Linked DNA regions of Rattus norvegicus: region 2 is linked to region 1. A link is a contact called in public Hi-C data. All regions are on one chromosome and are shown on one strand. The core of a region is the stretch at or near the end of the contact, and the rest is flanking DNA. Distances in the headings are between cores, read along the strand shown. Region 1 holds the start of Cpsf4 (cleavage and polyadenylation specific factor 4). Region 2 holds the start of Cpsf4l2 (cleavage and polyadenylation specific factor 4 like 2).

Region 1 (7,608 bases), core at 2,950-5,449:
ATCTGTGAGCTAAGTGGCATAGAATGGTGTAGAAACTCACTTAATTCTAGCACTTAGAAGGCAGAGACAGGTGGGTCTCTGAGTTTGAGGCCAGTCTGATCTACACAGTGAATTCCAGGATAGCCAGGGCTACACAGAGAAACCCTATCAAAAAAACCAAAACAAAACAAAACAAAACAAAAGCCCACAAAAACAAAGTTTATAAAGTGTTTTAAAAATTAAAAATAACAAATAAATCAGGTATTGTAGTTTATGCCTTTAATCCCAGCAGAGGCAGGTAGATCTCTGAGTTCAAGGCCAGCTGAGCCTCTATAGTGAATTCTAGGACAGCCAGGAATGCAAAGAGACAGAGAGAGAAATCCTATACCAAAAAATAATAAAACCAAACAAATAAAATAAGCTAGATGTCCTACTACATGTCTGAAGTCCCAGTATTTGTGAGTCAGTGGCCGTTCTGTGAGCTCCTGGCCAGCCTGGTCTACATAGTGTGAGTTCCAGTTTAGCCGGGGCTACCCAGTTAAGATTGTGAGAAAGGCATAAAATAATAAAGTAAGCTAGGTATAGGCCATCCCTGTGCTCAAGAAGGTGAGACAGGAGGATTATATGTTTTAGGCTATCCTGAGCTACATAATAAGTACCAATCAGCCAGGGCTATTCAGCAACAGCAAGACAGCCTTGAAGGAATGAAAATTAGTTAGAGCTCACAACAGTTTAAAGGCCAAATTGTTAAGAGAAGAATAAATCATGACTCAAAGAAATGTGGCATGGACAGGAAAACTCATGGGGTTACCACCATGGAGTGGGTTAAAGATAGGTAAGGGGCTAGCAATATGGGTCAGCAGATAAAGGCACTTGCAGTGTTATTGACCAGAGTCTGATCCCTGGGCCCCCCATAAAGGTGGAAAGGAAAAAGCAGCTCTACCCATCGTCCTCTGGCTTCCACACGTGCACCATGGCTCACACACGCACGTGTCCACATAAACAGCAGTAACAGAGACCCAAGGGCCGAGCACTGAACACCCCAACAGCTGAAGGGCCATGCGCCCCACATAAAATGCCAACCCAGAGAAGGAAGACCCCACGGTTCTCACGTGACATGCCTATTATAGGACAGTAACCAGTTCTCTTAACTCCCTGCCTGTCCTCCTCCCAGTTCCCAGCCCAGCCCCTTCAAACGTCTCTCCCCACTCTTCCTCCCTTTGTTCCCCAACAGCCTGCTTTAACAACCCCTTCCCAGATTTCCCAACACTAGCAGCTCCAAACTATAACAACTGTTCTAGCCTATCTGCTCAGCTCAGCTCCTCCTGGCTCAGCTGCCTTCTAACAACGCCTTCACTGGCTTCTCTTCTCACTCTGCTAGCCCCCCCGCCCCCCGACAGCATATATACATATGTGTGTATGTATATATATGTATGTGTATATATATATATCCTCTATCCTATTCCCAGAAATCCCATAGGCATCCAACACTAAAGGTCGCAGAGTCAAGCAGTTCTTAAAGGGCCGGGGACACAAGGTAAGTCCCATTACATCTCAGACCTTTCCTTCCTTGAGCAGACGTTTGCACTGAAGGAAGTACCAGTATGGAGTGTTCCTCCCGCCCTGCCGTAGTCTGGGCTCCAGTTCTTCCTCCTCAACACCTTGCTCCTTGAGTTTCAGGTTATAGAGCTGGGCTGTTGATTTGTGGAATATTCTCCGGGAGGAGAATTTCTCAGAGAGGGTCCCAAAGCTCTCTTCTTCTTCCTCCTCCTGAGGCGCCACAGGAGTACTGGAGTCAGAGCAGAGGCTGCTCATTCTCTTCTGGTGGGAGGAAGAACTGCAGGAGGCAGCCCTCAGCCATGCAGGTCCCTCCCTGCCTCCTGTCCATTGGGTAGATCGGAGAAGATCCAGGCGTTGAAGGACAGACAGTCCTATGGGGTGGGGGCCAGAAAAGAGCCGGGAGAGTCTTAGGAGGTCCATCCCTGGCTACCTTGGGCCACTGCAGCCTGGAATCAAGAAAAATAAACTGAATCAGCCTCCATGAAAAGTCAGAAAGTGTAGTCACAAGGGTGGGCTCTGAGCTAGAAAGCCCTGGCTCTGGATCACGGTGGGGAGTGGGAGATGGGCTGAACTCAGCACATAGGTGGGAGAAGAGTCAGAAATTTGGGGTCATCCTCAGCTACAGTATTGACTTCAAAGCCAGCCTGGGCTTCATGAGATTGTCTCAAAAGAAAAATAAGATTAAGACGTGATGGGCCACACCTTTAGCCCCTATACCAGGGAGACAGAGGCAGTGGGATCTCTACGAGTTCAACATCAGCCTGATCTACACAGTGAGTCCAAGCTAGTCAGGGTTACCCAGAGATCTCCAGTCTCAACAGCAACAAAGGCCCAAGAGTGTCTCAGCAGATAAAGGTGTTTGCTGCAGAGCTCGGTGACCTGAGTTTCATTCCTGAACCAACTTGGGAGAACTTGTAGCAGAAGCTGTTCCCTGATCTGCACACACGTGTGCTGTGGAAGGCCCATAAACACACACATAGATATTTAGATAAATGTGTTTAAATAAAAAAGATGTACGGGAACTCAATGTTAGCCTCCGCTACAAATAAAACCAAGGTATGTGAGACCCTGTCTCAACAAAACCAACCAACCAACCAAACAAACAGAACAACAAACCCAAAACTAAACAATCCAGCAAATAACAAAAGAGAAAGCCTTAGTCAGGCCTGAAATTCCCGATACTCAGCAACCCGAGGCAGAAGGACTACAAATGCACAAAGGGGAATCAGGGCGTATGTCGCTCTGTGGTAGAATACTTCTCTAGCATGCACTAGGTTCCTAGGTTCAATCCCTCAGTATTGAAATGTGTTTCTTACAACTTGTGGTGGTGTACACTTAAGTCCCAGCACTCAGAGGCTGTGACAGGCAGACAGAAGTTGGAAACCAGCCTGGTCTACATCATAATGTGCTTTCCAGGCCAGCCAGGGCTACAACAGAGATATTGTTTCCAAAATAGAAAGAAGGAAAGAAACAGACAAACAAGCCAGAAAATTATATGTGAGCTTGTGGTTTTGTTTTTTCTTTTTCGTGATACCGGAGGTTGAATTTAGAGCATCACTGCTGAGAAACACCCCTAGCTCACCCTTTTTTTTTTTTTTTTTTTTTTTTGGTTCTTTTTTTTTTCCGGAGCTGGGGACCGAACCCAGGGCCTTGCGCTTCCTAGGTAAGCGCTCTACCACTGAGCTAAATCCCCAGCCCCAAGCTCACCCTTTTGAGACAGGGTCCCACCTAGGTAGCCTTGGTTAGCCTCAAACTCATCTTAGCCTCACTTGTGCCAAGACCGCAAGCAAGCACCACTTGGTTTTTGTGTTTGTTGGCATGGTTACGAATCAGGTTGTGTTGGACTTCACATCCAGGGATGAGTGGATATAAGCGCTCTCTCTCACAGAGCTGTAGCCTCCCCTCCTAGCATTCTAATTTTATTAGGCTGGGCTGGGCTGGGCGAGAGTTCAGCCTGCTTAATTTGAATCCCTTCAATAAAAAAAAAAAAAAAAACATAAAACCAGGGCAAGTAGGTATGAAGGTATTTTAAAGCTTAGCTCTACTAGGTTGACTCGTTCTGTCAGGTAATGCAGGTTGGCCTCGAACTTCTGATCCTCCTGCCTTCACTTGCTACTTACTGGGATTACATGTACTAACACTACCGGTTTATGTGGTGCTGGGGCTCGAACCCAAGCACTTTACCAACTGAGCCACACTCTTAACCGTCTTTTAAACGTTTGCATTAGAGATACACCCACAGAGAGACCTGGGACCCTAGGGTCGCCCCTTGCTTCCTCTCCCCAGGCCTTCAGAGCCTACATTTTCCCATCTGACGCCCGAGCTAGGACAAAGTCCCTCAAGTCCAATTTCGGCCCGGCTTCCGGGATTCCTTTGAGTGCTGAACAGACAGACACTCACTCTGAGCGTTCTAAGCAGTGAGACCACCTCAGAGTAGACAGACAGCGGCCTTAGAGACGCCGTTCTTACCCTCAGCACGCAAGAGGAAGGTCCCGCGCAGGCGCACTTGCGTCGCCGCCTCATGTTCTGTCTGAATCGGAACCGAGAGAAACAGGCGACCAGTCAGCGGCTAGCCAGGCCTGAAGGAGTGGCAGGACTCTGCACATGATTGGCTGAGTCTGGATGGGGGAAAAGGGCCGGCGCGGGCTCAGGCGCTCCCGGCATTCCTCGCGGGGAGGCGGCGGCGGCGGCGGCGGCGGCGGCGGCGGCAAGCGAGAAGGGGACAGGGAGAGGTAGTGTGAAGCGCGGAGAGTGGCTGAGAGACCTGAGGGGGAGCTGGGCCCGAGGCCGCCGCCGCCGCCATGCAGGAAATAATCGCCAGCGTGGATCACATCAAGTTCGACTTGGAAATCGCCGTGGAGCAGCAGCTCGGGGCGCAGCCGCTGCCCTTCCCCGGCATGGATAGTGAGTGTGGGGCCCGGCGGGTGGGCGACTCTTGATTCTGAACAGAGGCTATTCCGGCCCTGAGCCGTGGACCCCGGGCCCTGGGCCCCTCACTAGTTCCTCCGCTTCCGTCCTGGTACTTCCCGGCACTTGAACTCGGGAGACCTTTCCTTGGATCCTGGGACTGCTCCGTGGCAATCCTCGGGACTGCAGGACTGTGTCGGTTGTTCGCGTAATTCTTCAGTGAACGCGTGTTATCCTGAAGTGGAACTCCCTTCTCCCACCCTGCTCCAACTTCAGCAAAGTCTTAGAATGTCCCCCATTTCCACCTCTTAGAGTGCTCCTTTCCACTTTAGACAGACCTAGGCGTTAGAAGAGTATGAGGGTCTCTCACTGTCGAGGACTCCAAGTAGACCCTCATATTCCAGGCTTGCCTGAGTCTAACTCCTGGGAAATCCTTCCTTGTCCTGGAATTGTCCATTTTTCTTCCTACACTACCTCCGAGTCACCCGCCCCAACACAAGCCCCTGGGGAACTCTTAGACCGAGTTACCTTTACTGTCCTTCACGTGATGGTTTTCCCATCTGGTTGGGGTATATCTAACGTTTTGGGGAGCCGCTTCAATTCAGACATAATTGAGCTCTTTGGTCAGGTCGTCCTTGCACATATGTCTACTCTTTAGCACTAGGCTTTTACTCGATTTGATGGTCCTGCCTTGAGACCATGGAACATTTGTGGAGGGTGGCTCTTTAACTCCCACTGGACACCACAGATCCACAGACCTGTGGAGGCAGGTGCGCACAGGTAGTGAGAATTTTGGTTTCTTTAAAAACAAAACAAAACAAAACACAGAAATAGAAATACGTTTATTATTATTTTTTTCTTTTTTCTTTTTTTCGGAGCTGGGGACCGAACCCAGGCCCTGAGCTACCTACCTACCCTCTACCACTGAGCTAAATCCCCAACCCCGAAATACGTTTATTTTAATTCCAGGTGTGAGATCTGGGGCTGCTGACTCTGGTTTGCTTTGTGCTCTAGCAGGGGTGTGATGCAGCCAGTGGCAGGTAGTTTTTTGTGATTGTGTGACATTTGGAATTCTGGGGACTCTGTAAGAGGGCATATAAATGCTAGGACCCCAAGAGTATGGGTTGTTGGTTGGTTGTGGACTGTTAAATGTACAAGAGGAGAAACAAGAAATCAGATGTTCTGACAGCAAAGATCAAACTTGCCCCAAGGAACTCAATGCCCCCTAATCAGCAGGAATCAGTCTAACAATGGCATCCCCCCCCCACCTTTCCTCCTCCACCCCTTTTTTTCTCTCCTGTCTAGTTTTAGGGGGTTGAAAGGGTGGAAGAAGAGGGGTGGAGAAGGGTAGAAGTTGAAAGAACCCACAGAGTAGCCAGAGTCTCCCTTGGAGAGCCAGGGATGAGCATGGATGTCTCTCAAGCTCAATTCGAGACTTGGTAGGTGCCCTCGGCGCTCACTTCTTGTTCGTGGTGTGTTGGGTATGTCAAAGCCCAGCAAGGCTCCAGAACCTCTTGTGATGCTCTTTGAAAAATGTAAATTTTGCCTTGAGGATGTGTTCTTATCCATCCTCCCAATCCCTGTGACTGGGATTTCTGACTTTCAAAAAGGAAGCAAGACTTAACTTAACTTAACTTCTAAATAGAAAGAAAGATCACAACTATTAGATTATGTTTCTTTGTCTTGTTTTTTTCTGCTTTTGAGACCGTTTCAGATCATCCAGGCTGGCCTGGAATTCCTTATGTAGCCAAGGATGCTTGACCTCCTGCTTCTCCTTTTCTCTGTTTCCCAAGTGTCAAAATTACTTACACCTCCACTTCCAGCGTATATAGTGCAGGCGACCGAACCCATAGCTTTGTGAATATGTGTGGTACAGACTGGTTTTGTGTGTCAACTTGACACAAGCTAGAGTCATCAGAGAGGCACCTCCCTTGAGGAAATGCCTCCATGAGATCCAGCTGTAAGGCATTTTCTCACTTAGTGACCCAGCCCACTGAGGATGGTGCCATCCCTGGGTTGAGCGAGTCAGGGGAAGCAGCACCCCTCCATGGCCTCTGCATCAGCTCCCGCCTCCAGGTTCCTGCCCTGTGTGAGTTCCCGTCCTGACTTCCTTTGGTCATGAACAATGTGCTTTTTGATCGTGGTGCTTTGTTGCAGGAAGTACAACTCTAACTAAGACACTTGTCAAGCACTCCACCAACTGAACTACATCACCAGCCTTTGTTTTACTTATTTTTATGGCTATATAACCACAGCTGGCCTAGAATATACCCTGTAGCTTTTCTTGAACTTGAAATCTTCCTGCCTCGGTTTTCTTCTCCCAGGTACTGGGATCCACCAGTGTCCACCATCATGCCCTTCTCTGTATTCTTCCACTTTAACTCTGGCCTCGCAAAACCCGCCTGCTTCTGTGAAGCCACTGAATTTCTTGGAAGTTAGCGAGAGGAGGTACATGAGTGAGTTTAAGAAATGTCATTTCAGGGGTTGGGGATTTAGCTCAGTGGTAGAGCGCTTGCCTAGCAAGCGCAAAGTCCTGGGTTCGGTCCCCAGCTCCAAAAAAAGAAAAGAAAAGAAAAAAAAAGAAATGTCATTTCAGCCACTTGGTGGTGGCTCGTGCCTTTAAACCCATCACTCAGGAGGGAGGGGCAGGCAGACTCTGAAATTGAGGCCAGGCTGGTCTACAAAGCAAATTCTAGGATAGCCAGGGCTGTTACACAGAGAAACCCCATGGGGGGGGGGGGGGGGGAGACAGAAAAAACCGCCATCTTTGGTTTTTGCTTTTTAAGTTTACCATTTTCTGAAAATGCACACTGATGAATCAGTGAAAACTATTTATGAATCTAAGATTTGTTCTACAGTCACGGCTGGTGAGTTTCTGGACTCACTGACTGCTGCCACATTGTGTCTGTAGATTTCCTGCCCTCTCAGAGTTGGCCGCCCTTTGGGGATGAATGGCTGTGCTCCTTTGTAATTCCATGTAGACATTGCATATTGAGGGCTGGCCCACTCAACCTTTGATTATATTCTTCCACTAGGCTAATGTCTAACGAGGTGCCTGCCTGCCCTGGAATCTTCCCTGCTCAGAGGCCTCACTGTGATTGTCATTTCCTGTGAAACCATTCCCTCTCTCTGCCTCATACTAATATACCTGTAAATTAGCCC
Region 2 (7,608 bases), core at 2,941-5,440, 770 kb before region 1:
TCTACATGGAATGAGGCAGGACGGAAAAGAAAGAAACATAATTGAATAAAACTGCTTTTTAATAACAACGGAACTCATTTATAAATAAAAAGATATCGAAAATCTGCCTCAAAGGTAATTTTATATAGGCTGAATCTCATATTCCAACTGACTTTCATTATAAAATTGAGGATAAGTCCCTCTAGGAGGAAGAACATTAGTCCCAAAACATTCTAAAAAATCACATTCCAAAATGCATTGCTTATATAAATTCTCACATTTTAAAGGAATTAGGTACCCTACAGAGTAGGGCACTGAGAAGAATATGCAAAGTAAGTCACAAAGCAAGAAAGTGCAAAATATTGCTTTTATGTCCTGGAATAACCATTTAAGGCTTATAAGAAAAGAGTGTGAGTTTCCTATTTGGATTTTTTATTTATGGTGTGTGTGCACATGAGTGTGTACAATATGTGCCTTGAGGTCAGAGGACAACTTGTGAGAGTCCATTGTTTTTCTACCAGGTAGTTTCCCAGGATTAAATTCAGGTCATCGGGCTTGGCCATGAGTGCCCTTACCTGCTGAGCCACCTCCCTGGCTCACGGTTTCCTGTTTAGACTCACAATCTTAGACTCTCCACAGCTGTTTCCTGTTTAGACTCACAGTCTTAGAATCTCCACAGCTGTTTCCGGAATTCCTGGAAACAGGTTTCTCAGACCTCAGACGGGCTCATACATCTTGACTTTACCACATCCCTCTGAGCCTGTTTTATTAATCTGTCAATATTGGATGTTTAAATCAATTTCTTGTTTAAGCTTAAATTGTCTTTCAGAGGAGGTGGTTTAAATCACATATGATAAACATGAGTTCACAGGTTTGCTCTTTTCTTAATGCATGTCATAATCAATTCATAAATACTTAAAACTTGTGTGTGGGGGACTGTGTGTCTGTGTGTGTGACAGTGTGTGTGCATGCCCACACATGTATGTGTGTGTGTAGGAGAGTGTGCATACACGTACCTACACATGTGTGTGTGTGTGCATGCACAACCCACACATGCATGTGTGTGTGTGAGAGAGTGTGCACTTGCATGCTCCTGCTTGCATGCATGTGTGTGTATGAGACAGTGTATGTGCATGTGCATACCTACACATGCATGTGCTTGTGTGTGAGTGTACACTTGCATCCCCATACATGTGTTTGTGTATGTGAGAGAGTGTGCACCTGCATGCTCATGCATGCATGCATGTATGTGTGTGTGTGTGAGAGAGAGAGTGCACTTGCATGCTCCTGCATACATGCGTGTGTGTGTATGAGACAGTGTACGTGCATGTGCATATCTACACATGCATGTGCTTGTGTGTGAGAGAGTGTGCACTTGCATCCCCATACATGTGTGTATGTGTATGTGTGTGTGTGTGTGTGTGTGTGTGTGTGAGAGAGAGAGAGAGAGAGAGAGAGAGAGAGAGAGAGAGAGAGAGAGAGAGAGAATGAGAATTTTCTCATTCTAAGCTGGGGCTGGAGGGATGGCTCAGTGGTTAAGAGCACTGACTGCTCTTCCAGAGGACCCAAGTTCAGCTCCTAGCACCTAGGCCCTAGAGAGAGAGTGTGCACTTGCATGCCCATGCATGCATGTGTGTGAGTTCATCAGCCAGGCTTCACCTTATTTTTGAGATGATGTCTCAGTGAACCTGGAGACCATGGGTCAGGCCAGGCTGACAGATCAGTGAACTTCAGGGATCCTCCTGCCTTCACCTTCTGAGTGCTGGGCTTATAGACAGTCTCCAAGCCCGCCTAGTTTTTTACGTGATCCTGGAAGTCTTCATATATGGATGCTTTACTAAGGCAATTCTCTGGTCTAAACTGTTTTCTTTATTGTTGTTGTTGTTGTTTTGGTTTGTTTTGGGTTTGTTGTTTTTAATGTGGTTTTGTGTATTGAACTCAAGTCCTCTTGCTTTCACGTTAAGCAAGTATTGACCGAGCCATTCCCAAAGTCTCTGTGTTCTTTATGTTTTATTTTGTTTGAAACAAGGTCTCATGTAGCCGGGACAGGCCTCAGACATCATCTAGCAGAGGCTGGCGATGGACTCCTGGTCCGCCTGACACCTCTCAAGCGCTGAGATGACAGGCGTGACACTCTACGCCTGGGTCATCTTCACAATACACTTGTGGGTTGGGCTTTCTCCACTGGTCACAACTATGGGTTAAGAGTGTTCTTGGAACTAATGCTGTGAAGTCAGAGGCAGAGGGCACCCTGGCTTGGGTTGTTAGGCAGGGGAATGCAGACAGAATTTTTACCTGTCATGTCATACTTGGACCACCAGGGGGAGCAGTGGCTCCACAGTTCCCCCATGCTCCCATGCTGTTCAAATGGTTACAATGACTCTCTCACTCTCCGAGGTCGAGGTCTCCCAATGCTGTTCCCACCATGGCTCACTGACACTTGTTTTTTTTTTTTTTTTTTAAACAAGCTTTTTAATCAAAGTATTCTCATAACTGAACTTGGATAGGCCCACTTGCCCAGCAGGTTGCAGGTGATGGGTTCACATTTTCTAGGCTCAAGGATGGGCGGCCTCTGCATGCCACAGGTGTCTGAGTGGCAGCATGGAGCTTGCTGGGCAGGAGGTAGGCGCAGATCAACTGGGTCAGCTATTTAAAGGTGGTCTCCAGCACTGGCCAAAGGGGCACTTGAATGAAGCACTGTCACATAGGTGCCCCACAAGCAAGCCCAGAAAAGCAGCTCAGCCTGGGGAGCCTGGCGCCTCTCCCACAGTGAGGGCCAGGCCAGGCAGAGGGTGCTCTACGTTTGTCAGGAAGGGCTCCCTTGTTCAAACCACATTCATAGGCACAGCTTCAGACGTCAGCAGGACATGGAGAAAGCAGGCTGACCCGGCCACAGCCCCACATGACCCACCCATCCTCTTTAGGTGCTGGTGTTTCAATGAGGCCCTGAGGGGAATGGCCAGCTGTCTTCCACCCAGGACCATGCATAGGCCTCCCAGCTTCTCTCTCCCCAACAGGGCACTGTGCAGGAAGTCCAGAAAAATAACTCATAAAATAAAAAACGAGGCACTGATGTCCAGGCAAACTCTGGCTCAGGGGACCCACCTGAAGCACATGGTCCTTCTTTTAAAAAATTATAGCAAAACCAAAGGACAGACATGGCCCTCGGAGTGAGCCCTGACAGGTATGCCTGCAGCTCCAGCCGGAGTCCTGCCAGTCCTACATTCAGCAGCTAAGTGCATGCTCCCAACAGCGGGCCCTCAGGCTGCTCCACAGTGATGCCAGCTGCTGCTGTTGCTGCTGTCACTGTCCACTGAGAAAGGCCAAGTGCCCTTTGGTGCATCTGTTGGCGTAGTGTCCTTTTTCACCACACTTGTAGCAAGTGACTTGCTCCAGCGGCCGGGGTCCCCGGTTGCCTGCACTGCTGTTTTGACTCTGCATGACCCCAATGACCTGCGGGGCTCTCTTTGTTGGAGGCTGTGTCTGCTGTGGTAGTGGGGGTTGCTCAGTGGTTCCCATGGGCAGTTCAAATCGAGGGTGCATGAATTTACATGATGGTCCCTCAGGGCAGAATCCAACAAGGTAGTTCACACAAATGACTCTCCGGGTTCGCCGATGCCTGCAAAGGGGACCATGCTTACAGAAGCCACGGTCATACCAAGGGCAGTCCTTTATCTTGGATTCAGGGTCGATGTGCAGGAAGGGGCACTCCTTGTTGCTGCACTCCCCGAACTTGGAGTAAAAGTAGCACTCTGGCATCTTGGTCATGTCGTATTCGTGCAAGAACTCACACTGGTCCCCTTTCTTGCACAGTCCTCTCAGCCAGTGTTTGCACACAACTGTCTTCTCACCACTAATGTGGCGGAATGGGCACATGCTCCCTAATAGTCAGAGGGCAGAAGAGCTGAGCAAACATGGGAATGAGACCAGGACCCAATGAGGGAATGACGTCCTGACCAGAAACCATGAAGTCAAGGTGCCTGGCCCACCTCCAAGGTCTACTGCTTCACCAAGTAACTGCACTTTGCCACAGGCCGCTTTCAAAAAGAATTCACAGACAGCAGTCCCCGACTTATCCATGCCGGGGAAGGGCAGCGGCTGCGCCCCGAGCTGCTGCTCCACGGCGATTGCCAAGTCGAACTTGATGTGATCCACGCTGGCGATTATTTCCTGCATGGCGGCGGCGGCCTCGGGCCCAGCTCCCCCTCAGGTCTCTCAGCCGCTCTCCGTGCTTCACACTACCTCTCCTGGTCCCCTTCTCGCTTGCCGCCCCCGCTGCCTCCCCGCGAGGTCACTGACACTTGTTAAATCCCTCCCACTCCCATCCCGCAAAAGGACCAGGGTGCTGCACTGTGGGTCCTCCTTCCATTCCCAGTAGGACTCAACATAGCTTACCTAGTCTAGGTCATCTTCAACATCATCCACTTGACTGTTATCACTACAGATTTCAAAGCCAGCCTCCCAGTGAGGTCCTCATACTGTGACGTGACAGGTCCCTCCTTTCTATTATACCCCACATTCTGCACAGTCTTTGGTGGGACCGAGAATCTTCCCTGATTTCCGTAGGTTTTTCTAAGACATCATTGTCTTTTCTCATTCTAAGCTGGGGCTGGAGAGATGGCTCAGTGGTTAAGAGCACTGACTGCTCTTCCAGAGGACCCAAGTTCAGCTCCTAGCACCTAGCCCCTAGGCCAGGTGACTCATAGCAACCTGTAACTTTGGTCCCATAGGATCTGACAACCTCTTCTGGTCTTAGAGAATACAACACACGTGTGACAAACAGTCACAAAGACACACCCAAATATATAGACATTATAAATCAACAACACACCAACCATAGGCTGGGCATGCAGTTTGTTGATAGGGTTTCTTCCTCAGCATATGTGGGCCCCTGGGCCTGATCCCTGGTGATGTTAAATTGGGTGTGTAAGCCTGCAGTCTCGGCACCGCGTGTGGAGGCAGGAGGCAGGAGGCAGGAGGCAGGAGGCAGGAGGCAGGAGGCAGGAGGCAGGAGGCAGGAGGCAGGAGGCAGGAGGCAGGAGGCAGGAGGCAGGAGGCAGGAGGCAGGAGGCAGGAGGCAGGAGGCAGGAGGCAGGAGGCAGGAGGCAGGAGAGCCCGGTGTTTAAGGGCAACCTTGGCCATGTAAAGAGTTTAAAGCCAAACATGAAACCCTGTCTCAAACAAGATAAAACAACAAACACCAAACCAAACCTGCATTCTGAGCCATACTGGTGGTCGTTTTGGGTGATCTCTGACCAGAGCTGTTGTATTTAATCCCTTGCATTTCGTGCCTGGCTGTTTCCCCAAGTCTTGCTGTTGAACTGGACGGGCTGTTTTACTCCTGGCTTCTTAGCACCTGGTGGCCACATAGCCAATGACCTTTCTACAGTCGACTGACTGAGCTAGCTCTTCCCATGGTCATCCTGTATGGTCTGGCCGTGGTCTATAAACAATATCGCAGTCAGCCCCCTCCCTTGCCTCATTTGTCCCGCTCTTTTATCTGACCCCTCCTCACTGGCTAACCCTTCCCTTGCTCTGATTCGTTTGGTTGTTGCTACTGGTATTTGTGTGTGTTTTTGAATATTCACATATGTGTGTTTGCATGTGAGTGCATGTGTGTGTATAGGTGGATGCACATGTGTGTGTGCATGTGTGTGCGTGTGTGTATGTGGGTGCATGTGTGTGTATGTGGGTGCATGTGTGTGTATGTGGGTGCACGTGTGTGTGCATGTGGGTGCACATGTGTGTGTGCACGTGTGTATATGTGGGTGCACATGTGTGTGTGCGTGTGTGTGCATGTGTGTGTGTGTGCGTGTGTGCGCGTGCGCGCGCGCGTGTGAACACATCTATGCGGAGGCAACCTTTGGCTGTCCTCTTGCTGAGACCTGGGACTTACCGATTAGGTTTGGTTGGCTGCTCAACTAACCTTGGGGATCTTCTTATCTCCTGGGATGTGACTCAGTTGGTAGAATGTTTACTTATTTTGCATAAAGTCCTGGGCTCTACCTCCAGCACTGCTGCCTTGGTTATTGTTCTTTTGCTGGGAAGAGACACCCGTGACTGAAGCAATTTACAAAAGAAAGCATTTAATGGGGGCTTGCTTCTGGTTTCAGAGGGTGGGTCCATGACCGGTATAGCTGAAGGTGTGGACGCAGGTAGGCAGAGAAGGTGCTGAAACAGAAACTGGGAGTTTACATCATCTCCAACAAGGCCGTGCCTCCCTGTCCCTCCCAAAACAGTGACATCAGCCAGGGACCAAACATTCAAATTTAGGAGCCTGTGGGGGCCACTGCCATTCAAGCCACCACAACTGCCTCAATTGGATGCGGTAGTGCAGGCTTGTAATCTCAGCACTGGGGAGATAGAGACAGAAGGATTAGAAGTTCAAGGTCATCCTCAGCTACATCGTGACTCTGAGGCCAGCCTGTGACATCTAAAAAAGGCATGGGTACTGGCCCATTGCCTGTGTGACGTGGGTCATTGGGGGGTGGCTTCCTAGACACAAGAGAGTCAGCAAACACTGCTGTGGGCTGGGATGGTATGATTCCCTTTCCGTTTGGAGTCTCTTGTGGACCTCACCGGGAAAGCGTTTCTGGAATGGGGGTTCTGTTGGTTGCTTTTCTCTCTGCTAACAACAACACTTGAGGAAGAAAAAAAATTGTCTTAGTTTTTGTTGCTGTGAAAAAACACTGTCTCTGTCGGTGTTCTTTTGCTGTGAAGAGACATTGTGGCCAAGGTAACCCTTATAAGAGAAAGCATTTAATCGGGGGCTTGCTTATGGTTTCAGAGGTTTAGTCCATTATCATCATGGAGGGGAGCTTGGTGGCAGGCAGGCAGGCAGGCAGGCTGGCAGGCATGGTGCTACAGAAGTAGTTGATAGCTATATCCTGATTCTCAGGCATGGATAGGGAGAGAGAGAGACAGAGACAGAGAGAGAGACAGACAGAGAAAGAGAGAAGCAGAGAGAGAGGCAGAGACAGAGAGAGACACACAGAGAGAGACAGAGATACAGAGAGAGACAGAGACAGAGAGACAGAGAGTCAGAGACAGAGACACACACATGTACATACACAGAAAGACAGACATAGAGAGAAACAGAGAGTCAGAGAGAGATAAGAGACATAGAAAGAGACATAGACATAGAAAGACACAGGGAGAGTGCTAGACAGAGACAGACAGACACAAAGGGAGAGAGAGAGACAGACAGACAGACAGACTGGGCTTTTGAAACCTCAAAGCCCACCCCCAATGACTCACTTCCACCAACAGGGCCACACCTCCTAATCCTTCTAATCCTTTCAAAGAGTTCCACTCCCTGATGACTAGTCATTCAAATATATGAGCCTAAGGGGGGTATTCTCATTCAAATAGCCATAGGGTTTGTATGGAATCCCAGCTTGAGGGTACAGTGCTGGGAAAAATGGTGGCAGTAGCTTGAGGCGGATGGCCATGTTGCATTCATAGTCAAGAGACAGATGAATGTTGGTGCCCTTTCTCCCTCATATGTAGTCTGAGATCCCAGGCAATGAGACAGTGCTGAGCACATCTAGGACAACTCTTCCTCCCTCACTGAACTCTAGAAGGTCCCTCACAGACATCCGTCACGGAGATGTGTCTCCAAGGTGAATC

Evidence for each region. Hi-C and Micro-C count contacts between places; a contact is called where the count stands out from the background.
Region 2: a contact with region 1 is called in a Hi-C map of kidney, with 19 times the contacts expected there. The contact joins the promoter of Cpsf4l2 here to the promoter of Cpsf4 in region 1. A contact is called at or near these places in 2 of 12 Hi-C or Micro-C datasets (kidney and mammary epithelial cells).

What each region holds. Positions count from the first base shown.
Region 1 is chr12:14,555,941-14,563,548 of GRCr8, reverse strand. It overlaps Cpsf4 (cleavage and polyadenylation specific factor 4), which reads left to right and starts at 4,199. Exons shown (of 8, transcript NM_001401116.1): 1 at 4,199-4,443. The coding sequence starts at 4,341. All of the region lies in intron 1 of Hint1l2 (histidine triad nucleotide binding protein 1 like 2), which reads left to right. Ptcd1 (pentatricopeptide repeat domain 1) reads right to left here and starts at 4,076. Exons shown (of 9, transcript NM_001401119.1): 1 at 4,009-4,076; 2 at 1,540-1,985. The coding sequence starts at 1,959.
Region 2 is chr12:15,322,029-15,329,636 of GRCr8, reverse strand. It overlaps Cpsf4l2 (cleavage and polyadenylation specific factor 4 like 2), which reads right to left and starts at 4,190. Exons shown (of 2, transcript XM_002727934.7): 1 at 3,998-4,190; 2 at 2,423-3,856. The coding sequence starts at 4,155. The coding sequence ends at 3,283.